2 separate regions of the Bicyclus anynana genome follow, and region 2 is linked to region 1. The links are chromatin contacts, called in public Hi-C maps. All regions are on one chromosome and are shown on one strand. Each heading gives the region's core, a stretch centred on a gene start, on an enhancer-like site or on the middle of the called end of the contact. The rest is flanking DNA. Distances are from core to core; before and after follow the strand shown. Region 1 overlaps LOC112043219. Region 2 overlaps LOC112043219.

Evidence for each region. Hi-C and Micro-C count contacts between places; a contact is called where the count stands out from the background.
Region 2: a Hi-C map of whole larva shows a contact between it and region 1, with 1.9 times the contacts expected there. The contact joins two enhancer-like sites. A contact is called at or near these places in 2 of 2 Hi-C or Micro-C datasets (whole body and whole larva).

The regions. Positions count from the first base shown.
Region 1 is chr2:10,808,859-10,811,773 of ilBicAnyn1.1, reverse strand. All of the region lies in intron 17 of LOC112043219, which reads right to left. Among protein-coding and RNA genes, the nearest start is that of LOC112043223, 52 kb to the left of the region's middle. Within about 2 kb of position 1,548, at least 2 of the 8 cell types and tissues checked have open chromatin away from gene starts, as enhancers often do.
Region 2 is chr2:10,846,268-10,849,413 of ilBicAnyn1.1, reverse strand. The region is part of intron 22 of LOC112043219; the gene reads right to left. Among protein-coding and RNA genes, the nearest start is that of LOC112043223, 14 kb to the left of the region's middle. Within about 2 kb of position 1,848, at least 4 of the 8 cell types and tissues checked have open chromatin away from gene starts, as enhancers often do.

The DNA of each region.
Region 1 (2,915 bases), core at 299-2,798:
AACCAATAAAGATAAAACCATATGCCGTGAGTCAAAGATAGCACAGCATACTGCACTTGAATTGAATTATAATGTTTTCGTGTTTACTTATGGCAGTTGGCACAAACTATTCGAAAAATCAAAATTAATTTAGTTGTAGTTGTCAGAATGTCCCAGCCAAATCGATATCTAAAAAGCAAACTCACAATCAAATCACTAGCGAGTGGCTATGCACTGGGTAAGTACAGTCGCCGTGAATAATTCCTCAGTCTACCGTCTAGTAGCGGGGCCAACTCGGGAATAAATAATTTATACCGCGAGTGCCTTCCACTCGGCGGAATGGTAAGAATACACTGGAAACTTGAATCTCTTACTTCTTATCTATTGTACTATGAAACTTTAATGGAACTGTATCTATCTATCTATACTATCTATCTATACTTGATACACTCTATTTGGTATTTAGAACTGAGTCTTTAATCTTAAAAGCAAACAAGAATTATAAATTTTCAAGACACTCAAGGGAGAGGAGATTCTCAATACGTCAGAATATTTTTAAGCGGTCAAATATAAGTAACATAAAATGACTTAACCGCTAACATGAGAACATTTTCAGCTTCTGGAATACGAATAACTAGTCTAAAGATATCGTTCGAGATTATTTAAAAGTAATATATCATGGTAACTCAGGCAAAGTAAACGTGCCAAATAAGTGGAAGTAATAGTGAGCTCAAAGCTCTGTTTCAAGTGCCCAGCGAATGTACACAGGCCGCAATGCCACGGCGCCTGCGCTTTGTTGCTGTGAGTTTCCGTTCTACCACGATTTTCTAATTCTCAAGTGCGCTTTTAGTATACCTACTATAAGTCACATCGTAGTATAAGGTATTTTCCTGATAATATATTTCTTTTAGATTTCTTATAATTGGACCGCAGTACTGGTCTAGGCGAGCTCTTTAGCTCTGCCAAAGTAGAGCCCATGGTCTAGTAGAGAAGCAGGGTTGGAACGGCTTAGTAAAGGCGTCCCTGACATCGGCATAAGAGCGGACGTGGAAATCGATGGTAACTCCATCGGGTTTCCACGGGCTAAGTGAGATTTGCCTGATCTGACACCTCGGTAACCATGGTTGGAATGCACGTCGCGAGTTAAAAGTTATGTAGCGAAAGATGAAATATGTATTATTTTATATTTTTAAATTCATAAACATTATTAGCTAGGTAATGATGTTTCCAAAGCTACTAAATTACTACTCTAAAAATGAGCTTACAAATAATTAATATGATGGCCGATTTCCTAGGTGAATCTTGGCATATTAATAGATTCGTATTGAATTATTTTAATCAATGTGCAATTATAATATTAGTACTTTTGTCAGTGAAACGGCTTCTCGAGATCATTAAATTCGTATGTCGATAGATATTATACGATTGTGATAGAACTTTAGAGATCTACATCCACTAGTTAACCTTTTATTATGAAAGCCGTGACTGAACCAACAATGAAAACGTACACCCACACGGCGACCCGAAGATTAAACGTCCGTAAAAAGAGGGCACCGCGGCAATAATGTCTTGATACCACTGTGGGAACGACCCTCCGTCCGATTATCACCCCTAATTGCACACACCTTAGAGCCATAGTTCTGTGGAGTGGTTACAATGATATTTTAACTTTATATGACACATGTCCATTTACTAAAGACCTTTCAGAGGTTTAGAATGGCTTGTGCGCCAGCCATTTCTGGGCTTTATTTACTTAGCAGAGGAACTATGGAGGTATTCGTGTTAATGGTCTGAATTTATTACACTGCGTACACAGAGGGTAGTTTACAAACGCGGTAGTTGCTTTCAGCGTTGTCTTAACGAGGACAGTACTTACTTATATTTTAGATGTCCTGAAAATGTTTACGCATCGTTAAAGTTCTACGGAAATGAATTATTTAAATCTACGAAGAAGATAGGGCTAAAGGTAATTAGGGTCATAGCTCACAAGACCTAATCAGCTCGCATATCATCATAACCTGTGGTCAAGGCGATCCTGTTACACTACAGAGTGAGAAAGTAAGTCCATATCAAGCTCATCAATTCATCAATATCAGCTGATGGACTCCAGTGCTAAACAAGGGGTACTTTTAAGGACTTCTAAATGACACGGTTTTGAGCCGCCTGCATCCGCCTGTAACTCGTTTGTGACCTTCATTGCTTAATTAATGTAAAAATATGATAAAATTATATGAAAAATAATGAATTGTTGTAGTTGTGTTGCCATTACAGGTGGTAGGTACTACTTGTCCCATACTTTCGACAACAAGTGGTTTTTATATCTTACATATACACCGTTTACCATCCAACCAAAATGTAGTTTTTAGCTATATTTGGGTATATGTTCACGTAAACTATGCGTTTCAATAAATAAATGCTTTATTTAATATTTATTTATACTTAAGTCCATTTTGTTTAGCGTGGTCTCTTACACTAGCAGCGCACAAAATAGCAAGCAAGGCACGTAGAGTCGTAAACATATTGTGCCTAATGCAAACATTACGTGCGTCTTGTGTACACATTTACGAATTCACTGTAATTATTTTTATTGCTACTGGTGAGTTACTAACAATGGTTTATGAACAGAAATAAACTTTAATATATCTAATATGTATTAAGTATAAGTATTAATAGCAACCCGCCCTAAATTTTCATAAATAAGACTGGGTAGTTGTTCAAAAGAAATGCGATAATAATCACGTAATTTCATGAAAAGCCGTAGGTAAGCTATAAAATCTTCAAAAGTTTATGATAACCATCCAAAGTTAAATGATAATGCAAGAAAAATTCAAAAAACACTACGAGAATAACGAAATCGAGTAATTTGTGGATTAAAACATGTACTTACTAACTGAATTCTAGATACAAGAAACCGATAGAAAATAAACAATAACACT
Region 2 (3,146 bases), core at 599-3,098, 37 kb before region 1:
CAGGATCATTAACATTTGTAGTGGTCGTTATAGACACATTATCTATCACCCTAAGCTCGCCACCCAGCATTGGAACGGCGTGGTGGTTCTACGCATTCCACCATTATTTATTTCAGCTGTTTTTTTCTGCAAGATGTGTGCATTATAATCTAGTAATTTTTTTAAAAAGAAATTTATAGAACTTGTAAAATGTTTTTATATATGTTTCAAAGCCGTGGATATATAATATATATATGTATATATATAATAGCTCAGTGGATATGACCTCTGCCTCCGACTTCGGAGGGTGTAGGTTCGAATCCGGTCCGGGGCATGCACCTCCCAACTTTTCAGTTGTGTGTCTATTTTAAGAAATTAAATATCACGTGTCTCAAACGGTGAAGGAAAACATCGTGAGGAAACCTGCATATCAGAGAATTTTCTTAATTATCTGTGTGTAAAGTCTGCCAATCCGCATTGGGCCAGCGTGGTGGACTATTGGCCTAACCCCTCTCATTCTGAGAAGAGACTCGAGCTCAGCAGTGAGTCGAATACGGGTTGATAACGAATGTTTCAAAGGGCATCTCCTCCTGAGTCCTTCGTTGGTATCGCAGATAACTATTTTTTGATTTCATAAAACAATACTTTGAAGGGTTGTACAAGTTTTGCCCATGAAAACTATTCCTGACAGGGGAGCCGCAGTAGGTATACCACACCTTTTATTAAAAACTAGCGGACGCCCGCGACTTCGTCTGCGTGAAACCCTAATACTACGCCTACCGCTACCCTACCCTACCTCTACCCTACTCCTATCCTACTATCCCTATGGTAGGGACCATGCGACGGCGACGGAAGCTTAAAAAATGGAGTAACTTCTTCCGTTTTCCCAACATTTCACTTCACTGCTCTGGTCCTATTGACGGTAGCGTAATTGAAAGTAGGTATACTTTGACCTGCCCAGGAATATGAAGAATTGTACCAAGTTATGTTAAAATCCGTCGAGTAGTTTTTGTTTCTATAACGAACATACCACGCGACGGAAGCTTAAAAAATTGAGTAACTTCTCCCGTTGTCGTAACATTTCCCTTCACTGCTCTCCTATTGATCGTAGCGTGATGAAAAGTATACTATAACCTGCCCAGGAGTATGAAAAATAATTGTACCAAGTTTCGTTAAAATCCGTCGAGTAGTTTTTGTTATAAAGAACATACAGACAGACGGACAGACATACAGACAAAAATTTTACTGATTGCATTTTTGGCATCAGTATCGACCACTTATCACCCCCTGATAGTTATTTCGGAAATATATTTCATGAACAGAATTGACCTCTCTACAGATTTATTATAAGTATAGAAGATATCCAAATTTCATATTGCGTGGCTATTTTAGGCATTAGGGCGCCACTTAGGTATAATAGATATAAATTACTAGCAGACGCCCAGAGGTTTCACCGGTGGGGAATACAATACAGGGATAACCTATGATAACTATCATACCTATGATAACCTGGTAACTAGGATTCATTTCCTTTTTGGAAAATACAATATCCTCTCGCTATAAGTAGAAGGGGTCTGGCCCTATGGAAATGTTTGTCAAAATAAAATATAACTGTTAACATGGAATTTATTAAATAGATCTAAAAATATTCTATTTTACAAAACACGCGCACTCACGCAGCACGGTTTTACCATACTTAAACCAAAATCACGCAGATGCCACTCCAAAGAAGAATCCACCGACAAATCCAACAGAGAAGCAACTGTTGTTTCTGACGAAGTTACCCACCTTGTCTATTATCTCTTGACTCCTCCCGATAGTCTCCCTAACTTTGTCCCAGTTCACATTTATGTAGCCCAAATCGGTAGCGAAATGGAGCAGTATAACACCGCCGCCTAAACCGAAGGCAGCGATTTTGCCGATCTTAGCGATGCCTACACCACTCAACCATCCACTGATAGTCCCCAATATCAAGTCTTTAGTGTTATTTTTCGATATTTTATTGAGCGTTTCGTCGAAGAATGCTTTTTCTTTGGGTCCTATTACTTCAGTCTTCGAGTGATGACGTAAATCAAAGTCTGGTATGGGTTTAGCCATTTTATAGACCCATGCTATAAATAAAGTATTAGCAAAAGGCAAGATCAGTACAGTAACAATTTGTTGTCAAGTTTAAAGAGGCGATGAAAATGTCGTTTTAGTTTTTTGGTACCTTGGGTAATTTATTGTAAATATGACAGTTATATAAGTTGACAGAACTTTTAGATAGCAATTTCGAGTCAATCACAGAGGATACAAAAACGATAAACGAGCTCTGGTTTAAAGGCACGTTTACAATAATCATTTTAACATATTTAAATAGTTAAGGCTTGTTTTAATCCTTCCAGTTTTTAAAATTTTGGTTCTTGTCCATATAAAGCAAAATCTTTAGAACCAAAGATAATCATTTAAGAAACTAAGGTACATCAAAATGTCTTCAACACTGGTTAGTTGTCCTATGATAAATAAAATTATGTAACTTTTCTATTACTCGTAATTTTGTATCAAAGGCCTCATAAAAGCAGTACCCGGTGGCAATTTACTAACATTAGTCGATCTCGGCTTGTTCTTAAGATGCATTTACTGAAACTGCACACATACAACGGATACTACATGCGCTACCTAAAAGCGTGGAGGGGAGGGGGAGGGGGGAGGGAAAACAAAAAATAAATAAAAACAACTACCGCCCGCGAGCGCCGCGCGCCGGGCGGAACGGGGCGCTCGCGCGCTCGTCATGCACAAATATTAATTTCACTGAATGTATTTCAATAAAATTATATTTTTTTTTTCACTTGTTAGGTATTGTCCATATGATGTCTAACTATAATGTATATGTACACGGCGCGGGCGTCATCGCCTAAATGCTTTGCGTCGATTAGAAATTAAACCGTGAAAAATATTGAACACCTATTAAAAGCTAAAATTAATAATAACTATCTAAGTTAAACGTACAAAGAGGTTTTTTTTGTTATAAAATTTCGAACGTGTTCGATGTGCGACCGCCCGGGTCCGGAATACTGCGGGGATTTTAAGTCTTATCACAAAATGCAGTAATTATTATTTATTATCGCAAAGCAGATTGCACGCAGCTCGGACGAGCTACAAATTTAAAGCCTACTTAAAAAGAAAGG